Regions from separate parts of the Hordeum vulgare genome. Here region 1 is linked to region 2. The links are chromatin contacts, called in public Hi-C maps. All regions are on one chromosome and are shown on one strand. Each heading gives the region's core, a stretch centred on a gene start, on an enhancer-like site or on the middle of the called end of the contact. The rest is flanking DNA. Distances are from core to core; before and after follow the strand shown.

Region 1 (5,075 bases), core at 1,218-3,717, 410 kb before region 2:
AATTAAAATATTTAACTTTTTAGTAAGTAAGAAGGGAATATAATCTAGTTAAAATTAGGGGAAACAGTAAAAAAACTGGTACATGCATGGCCAATCTACACTCAAAGCCTCAAACGTCCAATAAGGCCTAAATTGCTGCATATCGGCAGTGCAATAAACACAACAAAAACGCTACAACCGAGCACACATAAACCAAACACGACTCACTCCATCGAAGCCCCTCAACAATTGTACGATATAAGAAGTCATGACTGCTACTGAAGGAGCAAACTCGCGATGCTCTCACGGCAATGAAGGCGCATGCACTCCACAAGCTAGACACAATTTGTATGTAATGTGATGCTCGATACACCGATGACCAGCACTACGCGCTACCTCGTCGTCCACACAACCACGACGTTGTTAAACTCTCAAGGCCACCACCCTTCCGCTCCGCTGCCCCTAGGCATGGTGCACCAATACCACCTTTCAGGTTCGCCATTGGCATCCCACCATCCGCTACCACCTATAATGTATGCTACATGGGGCAACCGTTCGTAGAATATGGTGATATGTTGCCGTCTCGAGATAAAATCAGATCTCTTTCACTCTCTAAAACGCTAAGACGACAAGCTCGCTAACAATATTATCACACATACCCATGTTGTATAAAAGAGAAAAAGTACATAGAAACTCTATTATTTGTACACCACTCGCACCTACTGGACTCTCTAAAAAGGAAAAGAGGAGGGGAAACATGTACTGCCTTTGTAGAAATGCTCGACAAAGAAATAGATGTAACTAACCGTATTTTAGTTATAGATACATCTATTTTTATTTATTTGAACGATAAATAATTCCGAACGAAGGGAGCATATGACAAGTAAACGATATATACATTCATCGGCACCAATGTTAATGGTGGCTGGCTAATTCACCTTTTATTCTCACCTTTAAGAGGAGCTTGTACCTCCTCACCTTGACCCTACCCGGCCGCGCCAACTTTCTAGCCTACATCGGCTTCTTATCCCTGTTGTTCCCCTTTTTTTTGCCATCCCGAGCGGCAAGGGCAATGGTGGCTTCTCGTCGACCTTGGGCTTCTTGACGGGTTTACCGACCTCACCTTCAAGGACCGCCTCCCCAAATACCACCACTCACACTTGAGTTACAACGCCGCACGGCCTAATCACCTACAACCTATATGACACAGGGTAACCGTTCGCAAAACATGAATGTTGCACCAACTCATCTTGAGGCCGTCGCCCGACATAACACCGCTCACTGCCACCTCCAATCTATGCTTCACAAAGCAACCATATGCAACAGTTGTACCGGCTCATCTGGGCCGCCGTCCCGACGTAAAGTCAAACCGTCCCTTCTATATATGCACGTCAACTTGATATATAATTAAAACCGACAAGGCTTAAGATTTGTACAGCACTAGCACGGTAGTAGACTCTCTCCCCAAAAAGAGAGGAAAACCCCGTACAAGACGGGCAAACGATATTTACATGCTAGATCGACACCAATGTCGACGGTGCCTAGCTAGTTATTTGGCTACTTCCCCTTTTGATTCTATGATCCTGGCTAGCAGCTAATCACCTCTGCCAGGAGCTTGTACCTCCTCACCTTGACCCTACCCGGCCGCGCCAGCTTCCCGGCCTGCATCGGCTTCTTGTCGCCGCTGTTCCCCTTCGCTCCCGCGCCTGGCGACGGCGGCAGCGGCGGCCTCTCGTCGACCTTGGGCTTCTTGACCGGCTTACCGACCTCCGCGGGCGATCTCCTCGACCTCGTTGCAGTGGCGCATCCGGCCTCGTTGTGGTGCCGCCGCTCCTCCTCGTCGGAGGTCGACGTCTCCGTCGACGCCACCATCCTCCGCTTCTCCGCCTTCTTGCTAGCCACCGGTTGAGCGTGGGGTTGGGCGTGGGCTTCTGCGGGCTCCCTCAGGCACCAGTTGCACCTCCTGTACGCCGTGGCCCTCGGGTACAGCTCGCTGCAGTATCTACACATACACATGCATGACAAACACACGCCCAGATCAGAATCAGGTCGATCGATAGTAGGGAAAAAACTGGATCGAGCGCGCGCGCAAGGCACGTACGTACCTGTGCTGCAGGCGGACGCGGCAGAGCTTGCAGCGGAGCAGCTCGTGCGGCAGGCCGCGGTCGCCGCACATGCAGCAGACGGCGCCGGCGCCCAGCGGAGAAGGTGGCGGCTCCATGGAAGCTTATTATGATCCGCAGCGCGCGCGGCCGGTGCTAGCTTAGCTAGCTGCAGGTGGATGGGAGGGAGTGGGATGAAGTGAGACGGTCGGCCTCCGCGGTGTGCTTTATATCTACCAGTGGATATGGAGATGCTCGTAGTCGTAGCGTACGAGCCTAGGCATTAACGCGCTCACATCTTCTCTCTGGGTGTGGCGTTTATGGTTGCAGGGGCAGCTTTCGTGAGGTACGGCCGGGGTAGGGTAGGGTAGGAGAGGGAGGGAGAAGAGGTGGCCTCCTTCCTATTTATATAGGCCCAAGAAAGAGAGGGAGGGAGGGAGGGAGGGAGGGAGCGATGAATGTGAATGGCTACCGTGGACTGAGGACAAGACTTGCAGTTAAGCTTTGGTTTATTTTCGTTTTTCTGATGAGGGGAGGGGGCCCATGCGCCCGTCATCTTATATCTGTCCTGCCGTGTGATCCCGATGGCGGCCACCTCGGCTGGTTGGACACAACCAGCGACATTGACGATTCGGTGCTAGGGACAAGGACGGCTCATTGGTCTCGTCCATTGCACTGCATCATCATGCCGGATCAACATCTCCGGCCGCAGCAGCGAGAAAATAAAAAAACCCAGAGCACCTTAATCAGTTGGGAGCACTATACGTGGAAGCAGCGATCCATCGGTGCGGAATTTCTCGGCTTGCATTTCGATCAGATAGGATGACACGATGGATGCAGGATATTTTGTTCCCCGAATAAAATCCGCCCGCCCGCCAGCCGGAATATAAAACCCCTGCCTACCTAGGTACCGATACCGATTCTTTCTGGGACGAGTGCGCATAAAAACAAAGCTGGCACGCACGATCAGCTTCTTCGATCAGCTTCTTCCTCTAAAACTTTTAGAGAGAGAAGAAGCACCGCTCCGATTACCATTAGTAGAAATCGGTGTGAGGTTCAGCACATCGCTTTTTGGGCACCGAGGCAGAATTGCAGGATAACCATCTTCATCCATCCATCCACTCAATCTTCTGTGCTACCGTATAAATAAAACGCATAGGAATAAAAATCCGTGAAAGAGGCAAAGCGAAAGCAACTGACGGGGCTCGAAAACGTATGGAATCCGTCCGTGTCCTCAACGATTCCCTGCGCTAAACAAGTTTGAGTTTCCTGCATGCGCGTGCTCCTCTGATGTGCCGTACAAGAAATGACAAAAAATATAAAGGGGAGACTGACTTGAAGACCTGGACTTGGTTACTCTTACTCGTTCGGGTCTTCCTTGGGCATTAAGGGACGGGACGTTAGACATCGATGGCTATCTTTGTTAGTACCACCACCCACGTCGGCGTCGTCTTATCGTTGTCGATCGAGACAGGCGGTGTGAACTGGTTCATGGCTTGATGACTTAATCTGATTCTGATCCCGCGTCGGGAGGTGAGTGAGCTCATGATATGGATCTAGTCTAGTGCAACCACGCCTGGTCCAAGTCTACTTACGGAGGGATCCCTTTTGAAAGCGTGTAGGAGGCACGATCCCAAATAAGATTAGAGGACTGTGATTGTATGGGAACATTTCGAATTTGGAGATTCATATGAACACCACTCATCTCCACATGCAGATGCATGCACGTATTAGATGATAAAAGTTGATGTTGTCCTAGATTGTCATGTCCCTACTTTGATGTTTTAAAATGTCTTCTAGCTCAAAACTCCGTTTTCATCAACTAAATTTGCCGCTACCACATCTCCGAAAATAAATCTCATGTTGACATGATTCGACGATTTTTATTTTGGATCAAAAGTTATCAAGATGCAGTACATAAGTTAACGGGTATGCAATATATAAGATACACATATTGTTTACACATAAGTTATCGGACATAAACATGGGTTTTCCTACCTTCTTCCCACGTGCACTAACGAAAGTTGATGTCATCACAACTTCTTCCCGTTTTGAAAACACAAAATGTTTTGTATCCGAAACAGTCGGTGCAATGTAAAATCCATTTTACCATTAAATATATCGGGATGGGACTGTCAAAACTAGATCACATGTTAGATATGTTTCAACGATTTTTTTTGATCTATGGAATGTAAGAACTTGTTGATATTTGGGTGCTTTTTGGTTGTGACTGCATATGTTTGTATCTAGTTATACAAATGATCACTTGCTATTGATCTACATGTGCATGTCAAATGAAGGAGGCCGAACCTGGGCGGACAATTGGTGCACCAGGTTCATAACCTGGTCCACAACTGATGTCTGCGCACACGTCCAAACATGCCCCCAAACATTTGGAATGTCTAGTTTGATGTACGGTGTTAGGCTTCCTGCCCTAAGAGCATCTCCAACAGCTCCCTTTTCCGCTATAAAATCCTGATATTAAAGGAGTTAGGCAAAAAAAGAGGTAATATCATTGGTAGTCACTAAACTTACGTCTAATGTGCAGTTTGGTGATACAACTTAAAAAATACAGTTTTCTGGCTAATTAACTTGTGTTTAGGTGCAGATCCGGTCACTCTGGTCGACTGCACGCGCATCCGCCGCTGGCGTGGCATGCCACTCAAGCATAGGGCTGAGAGGGGGGGGGGGTGGAGCGTCGCACGCGTGCTTTTTTGCATGGACCCCCCTTGAACTTGTTTTTTATGCAAAATAGTCCCTGCTGACAGCGGCCCCAACGAAATCCAGTAGTTCTCAGTTGCTACTCCCCCTCCCGTGTCCCTGTCGCCACTCGGTTTGCAATTTGACACCTCCTGGATATGACAGACATTAAAACTGGATTTATGCTTGAAAACAAAATCATAGATAAGACATTATACATTAAACTCAATTGTAAATTGGAATGGACATAATTGAAGCTGATGATGACTGAACTTACTGAACGTACACTAATTG
Region 2 (5,374 bases), core at 636-3,135:
CACCGTTCATTTCAGTCATTGCATGAGCTTTGTCAGTATCATCTCCAAATCTAACAAATCCATAGCCCCTAGAACGGCCAGTGTTTGCATCAATAATAACTTTAGCTCCTTTCACGGAGCGATACTTGCTACCAAAAAGCTCCATCAACATTTCATCGGTAACATCAGCAGCTAAATCACCAACAAAAATTGAGTGGTCAGAGACAACTTCTGATCGCTTTTCACCCATGCTATAGGATGCCCAGTTTAACTTAAAGGCTCGATCAGTGTTGGGCATCACATGACCAGTAAAATTCTGAAGAGCTTTATCCGCTGATGCATGGGAAAAGAACTCTACAAAACCATATCCCTCTGATTGTCCAGTTTGCCTATTGCGGATAACTTTTATGGTTACCACCTATGAAGCAGATGTAGAGAAAAAGGTGAATAAACCAGTAGTTGAACAAGAGAAGAATTATACGCAATGATTTAATAAGGAAAAAAAATGAACCCATGAGTGGTTAACATTCATTATGTCTTTTAATAAACCCATCATGGTTTATGTGTGTGAAGGATAGTTCCTGGAAAATTGTACAAACACAAGACCGCATACAACTTGCTTTCTTTGTTACCACCTATGAAGCAGATGTAGAGAAAAAGGTGAATAAACCAGTAGTTGAACAAGAGAAGAGTTATACGCAGTGATTTAACAAGGAAAAAAATGAACCCATGAGTGGTTAACATTCATTATGTCTTTTAATAAACCCATCATGGTTTATGTGTGTGAAGGATAGTTCCTGGAAAATTGTACAAACACAAGACCGCATACAACTTGCTTTCTTTGTTACCATTTTCCAGACAAAGTACTTGCCACCTTTTCCACTTCCTGTCCACGTCAGTAAGCAAACCTCCCAATAAAAGATGGTAGTAATTGGTCAAGGCTTTCATTATGGCTTCCTTTTGCCTCTCCAACTGGTGTTTTACTTATTCCGTAATCACCAAAATGCATAACGAGCCCAGCTCATTCGTAACTTCTATTAAATTATACACGTCAAGACCATTTCCTCCAAACGAGTACTACTAACCAAACTAGTTTAAATCCCCAAAGTCGGCACATTTGGAAGCTAGCATCGCAAAGAATAATGCAATTTTGTTCGTTATTGCGTACAATCCAGAGGGAAGAAGAAATTGCTTGCAGTTATGGCAGTAATCAAAGAAGAGCACTCCGTACGTACTGTATTGAATGGCCTTAAAGTTGGCGCCTTGAGCAACAACTTTTCACGGCTAATTATAGAAGCATCGCCTTTTATTCGCATCAAGTGACAAGTAAGCACAAAATATACGCTTTCATGGCAATTTGATGGCACAACACATGAATCAGGACAAAGGAATGGGGCGAATCTTACTGTATTCGCGAGATCTAGTACGGACAAGTCCGGATCGGGAGAGAACACGAACCTCGCCGCTGGGGCCGAAGCAGTTATGGAGGTAGTTCTCGTCCATCCAGTACTGGAGGTCGCCGACCCAGATCGTCTTGTTCTCCTCGCAGCCGTTCCCGCCGGATCCGGCCGCGGGTGGCGTGGGCGTGCGTCGCCCGGCCGCGGCGGGCGGAGGCGGCGGCCCCGGCGCGTAGTGCTTGGCGAACTGCGGCGGCGGCGGGGGCGGGGCGGCCACCATGGACGGCGGCGGGTAGGGGAGGACGACCCACCGCGGCTGCGGCATGTGGTGGTGCGGGTGCGCGTGATGCGGAGGCGGGTGCGGATGCGGGTGCGCGTGGGGTTGGTGAGGCGGCACGGCCACCTGTGATTCGGTGGTGGTCGCCGCCATCTGCATCACCGTCCGCGCCGCCGCCGCCGAGGAGGGTCGCCTGGGGTTGGGGGAGTCTCGTGAGGTTGCGGAGGGCGGAAAGAGAGGGTGCCCGTGGGTGAGGTGACTGGATATATAGCGGGCTGGCGGCGGATTCAGGCCGTCGGATCTAGGAGTTCGTTATTCTGCTGGTCGTTGATTGAATGTGCGAGGGAGGCGACGTGTAGGGCCGGTGGGAGGTCCCAGGTTTGGAGCGCGTTGGTAGCTGCCGTTATAGCGCTGACAGTGTGGGCCCTGTGGTTTGGGAGTGCGATTGGCGAGTGTTTTTCTTTTCTTTTCGAGAGTGTTGTTGCTGGTTTTATATAATGCTTTTCGTATTTATTATACTGCCATAAATCAGTGTATGGTTGAGTGTCTTCCGATAACATTTGGGCGAATAGGAACGAAACAACTATGTCATTCTGTTAATATAAATTAGTCTAAAATTTGTCTTACATTTTGAGACGAAAATAATAATGTTCATGTTAATTGGCAGGTATGAATGAGGTCGTGCTGGACAAAGCTTTTTAAGATAGAAAGTACTAATCCTTCCATTCTAATCTCAAGTTAATTTAGTGTACCATATAGCACACATTTTGCTATCAAAATTAAAGATATATAAAGATGTGCGAAGAGAGCTAGTATTAAGAAGTTTCGTTGAATTGGTATGTGGGCTCACCGTAAAAATGTTGACAACAAATGAATAGAACTTTCATCAAAATCAAACAATCACTATGGAACCTTTGGTAAGTGGTTGATTCGAGAACCCATATGCACACTATATCACACCATGACCATCACAAGATTAAGATTTGGATAGTTCAACCACTAATGACATGATCTTGTGTGTCATATACTATGATTTTTCTCTTCACATCATGGAGATTCATTTGAGGTTTACGCCAAGCCTCTCAAAATAGAATGTTTCAACGTTCATGGTGTTGTTATGGTCTTCGAGGATCTAACCGCTTGATCGTTGTTCAAGCAAACTATTAGGTTTTGCATGAGGCTTTGATAAGATATTATACGCTTCAATTCGCCGTTTCATGGTTTGTGTGTCTCGTGTTGTGGTTAAGTGGCTTCTTTCAACAAACGGCTAGTTCTTGCTCAAGAAAGTCTAGTGTCGACACAACATGAATGTACGAGTGATTTGCTTTAGGGTACCAATGTTAGGTTGCACTATTCTAAGTTGCATAGGATCTCATGTTTGGCCAAGTGTAATTATATGCCAAGTAATAAATATGTATTCTATTGCAAAATAAAATGGTATGTAACCTAGTAAGTAAACAAAATAGGATATGACAACCGGTTATTCTAAAGTACACGTGTATCTTAAGTATTAACTTGATACCGAACTTGTGGACATGCATGTGGGGTTGTCGGTGGGGTTGTATAATTAAGAAGTGATATTATGTGGCATTAGTATCGGTGGTGCTTACATGTCTATATTTAGAAATATGATATGGAATGACTTTATTTAGCCATGGGCATTCAAGTTAGCATGTGTTGTTTTTAGCATATCATTTGAATGGGAACTTAGATAATTCGGTTTTTAAGGAGTGGAGTTCCTTCTCTGTAAGAAGAGTTGGTCTAGAGTGTGATTTAGATCAAAATAAAATTAAGGAGCTAGTGGTAGCGGGTTGTGGCAAAACAGTAATATCACGGTGATGGTATCTCAAGGGGTGCTTTTCCTCTCAATGCTGATGAGATATCTAGAGCTTTTATTTATAGTCTTCTTTGGAACAAATAGCATTGAAGTCAAAATATCCTCTCAGTGGTAGTTTATACAAAATAACTATATGTATAACTATAAGTGTGTTCTTATCCGTCAAAACACTTCCGTGCCCTTCAACTAGATGTCCTGCTTTTTTCGATACTCCATGATGCGCGCATACATCTTTATTAGAATACATTATTGATCGTCCAAAGCAAAATGTAAGGTATAGTGAAAGGCCCAACCATAGCAGGTGGATGACAGGATTGCATGACTCATAAACATAATACATAACTATTACTAGATCACCATCCAAACCAGTTGAATGTTTGTTGTGGTGCTTCTATGGTTGCACTCAAAGGCTATAGGCACATGATCCTCCACGGATTGCACAGAGCACCACACATTACTACTCCCTCCGTCCCAAAATTATTTTTTTAGGTTTGTCTAGAAATGGATGTATCAAAATACTAAAACATGACTAGATACATTCATATCTAAACAAATATAAGACAAGAAGGGACGAAGGGAGTACAAATTAGAGTAGCACTACCCCCTCATCATTGACCGGTCATTGTCCACATGTTAGTGATGATCATTAAAACTAACTGGGCACTCCAGATGTGTTAGTGATATCAATTTTGGTTTCGGTTCAATGGTTATCACGGATCGTTCTAATGTTGACCAGTAAGTGATAGCTTGTCCCAATGATTGAACTAGACTGATTATTATCACCCATTGTCTGTTATATTTGACTCGTATGTGTGTAGACATCTTAAGTATGGCCCTTTGGTTTTGAGTCGGATAGTGTTGTGATATACACAACCTAATATAATTCATCGTCCACTCCTCATCTCCAATCCAAACTTTGTTATCGCCATCGAGTCCCTTCCCCCCACTGGTCAGTATTGTAATATATTTCAATAATACCAGAGCATTGGCATGTCGGTTGATGTGGTTGTATGGCTGAATTTTCCATGTTTGCTTTTTAATATATAACTAGGTTTTTGCTTTTTCTTTAAAAAAACATGGTCGTTGATGGGCCACGTAGTGTGTGTGCACAGCTGGAGATACAACAAAGTGGGAGGGGCAGTGTGTCGTGGTTTTGTCACGGCAGATGTCCTCGTGAAAGGACTTAGTACGGGAACCATCGCACCTTGGTGGCGACTCAAAGGGGTTAAACGGGAGGAACACGGCGGGTTACCCAGGTTCGGCCCCTCGAGAGGAGGTAATAGCCTACGTCCTGCTTTGTGTGTATTGATGTGGATTCGATTACAAGGGAGGCGTAACTCGCCTAACCTAGCACTCGATGATTTCTCACCTCCCCTCCTCCTTCCGACTCGCCTTTATATATAGGTCGAGGCTTTAGGGTTTTACAAGAGTCCCTTCCTCCTTACAAATCGTGACCACCGTGGTCTCTAAGTCGCCGTCTTGCAAAACCCAGAGACCTTCCATAAATCATAACCGTCCCGCGGCCTTGAACCGCCCAGGCTGAGGCCCAAGTAGCTCAAAGGATGAATCGCCTTACTAGTAACCCGACCCATATTGGGCGGGTCACTTAATAAGCAATATCCCCAACACAGTGGGTGTGGGGTAGTGCCAAAACAGTCGCCACAGTGGCTACACCGGCTTGGAGGTGGTGGTTGGGTGCTTTGGATGGATTGGTGGTGCGGCATCAAGCATCGGCATGAGGGCGGAAAACCAGGAGCTCATTGGGCACTGGGTGGCGTGCCCATCGCTAGATCTGGGCACGACATCTAGATCTCGAGGTGGATGCGGCGTTCATCAATTGCATGGGCTCGCTCTCATCGGGTGTGTGGCTATTTACTATGATGA

Evidence for each region. Hi-C and Micro-C count contacts between places; a contact is called where the count stands out from the background.
Region 1: a Hi-C map of seedling shows a contact between it and region 2, with 2.6 times the contacts expected there. The contact joins the promoter of LOC123430348 here to the promoter of LOC123426861 in region 2. A contact is called at or near these places in 4 of 6 Hi-C or Micro-C datasets (leaf, seedling and an unstated tissue).

The regions. Positions count from the first base shown.
Region 1 is chr2H:503,062,962-503,068,036 of MorexV3_pseudomolecules_assembly, reverse strand. It overlaps LOC123430348, which reads right to left and starts at 2,467. Exons shown (of 2, transcript XM_045114215.1): 1 at 2,085-2,467; 2 at 1,339-1,981. The coding sequence starts at 2,200. The coding sequence ends at 1,567.
Region 2 is chr2H:502,650,850-502,656,223 of MorexV3_pseudomolecules_assembly, reverse strand. LOC123426861 (polyadenylate-binding protein RBP47-like) reads right to left here and starts at 1,885. Exons shown (of 6, transcript XM_045110759.1): 1 at 1,438-1,885; 2 at 1-397. The coding sequence starts at 1,812.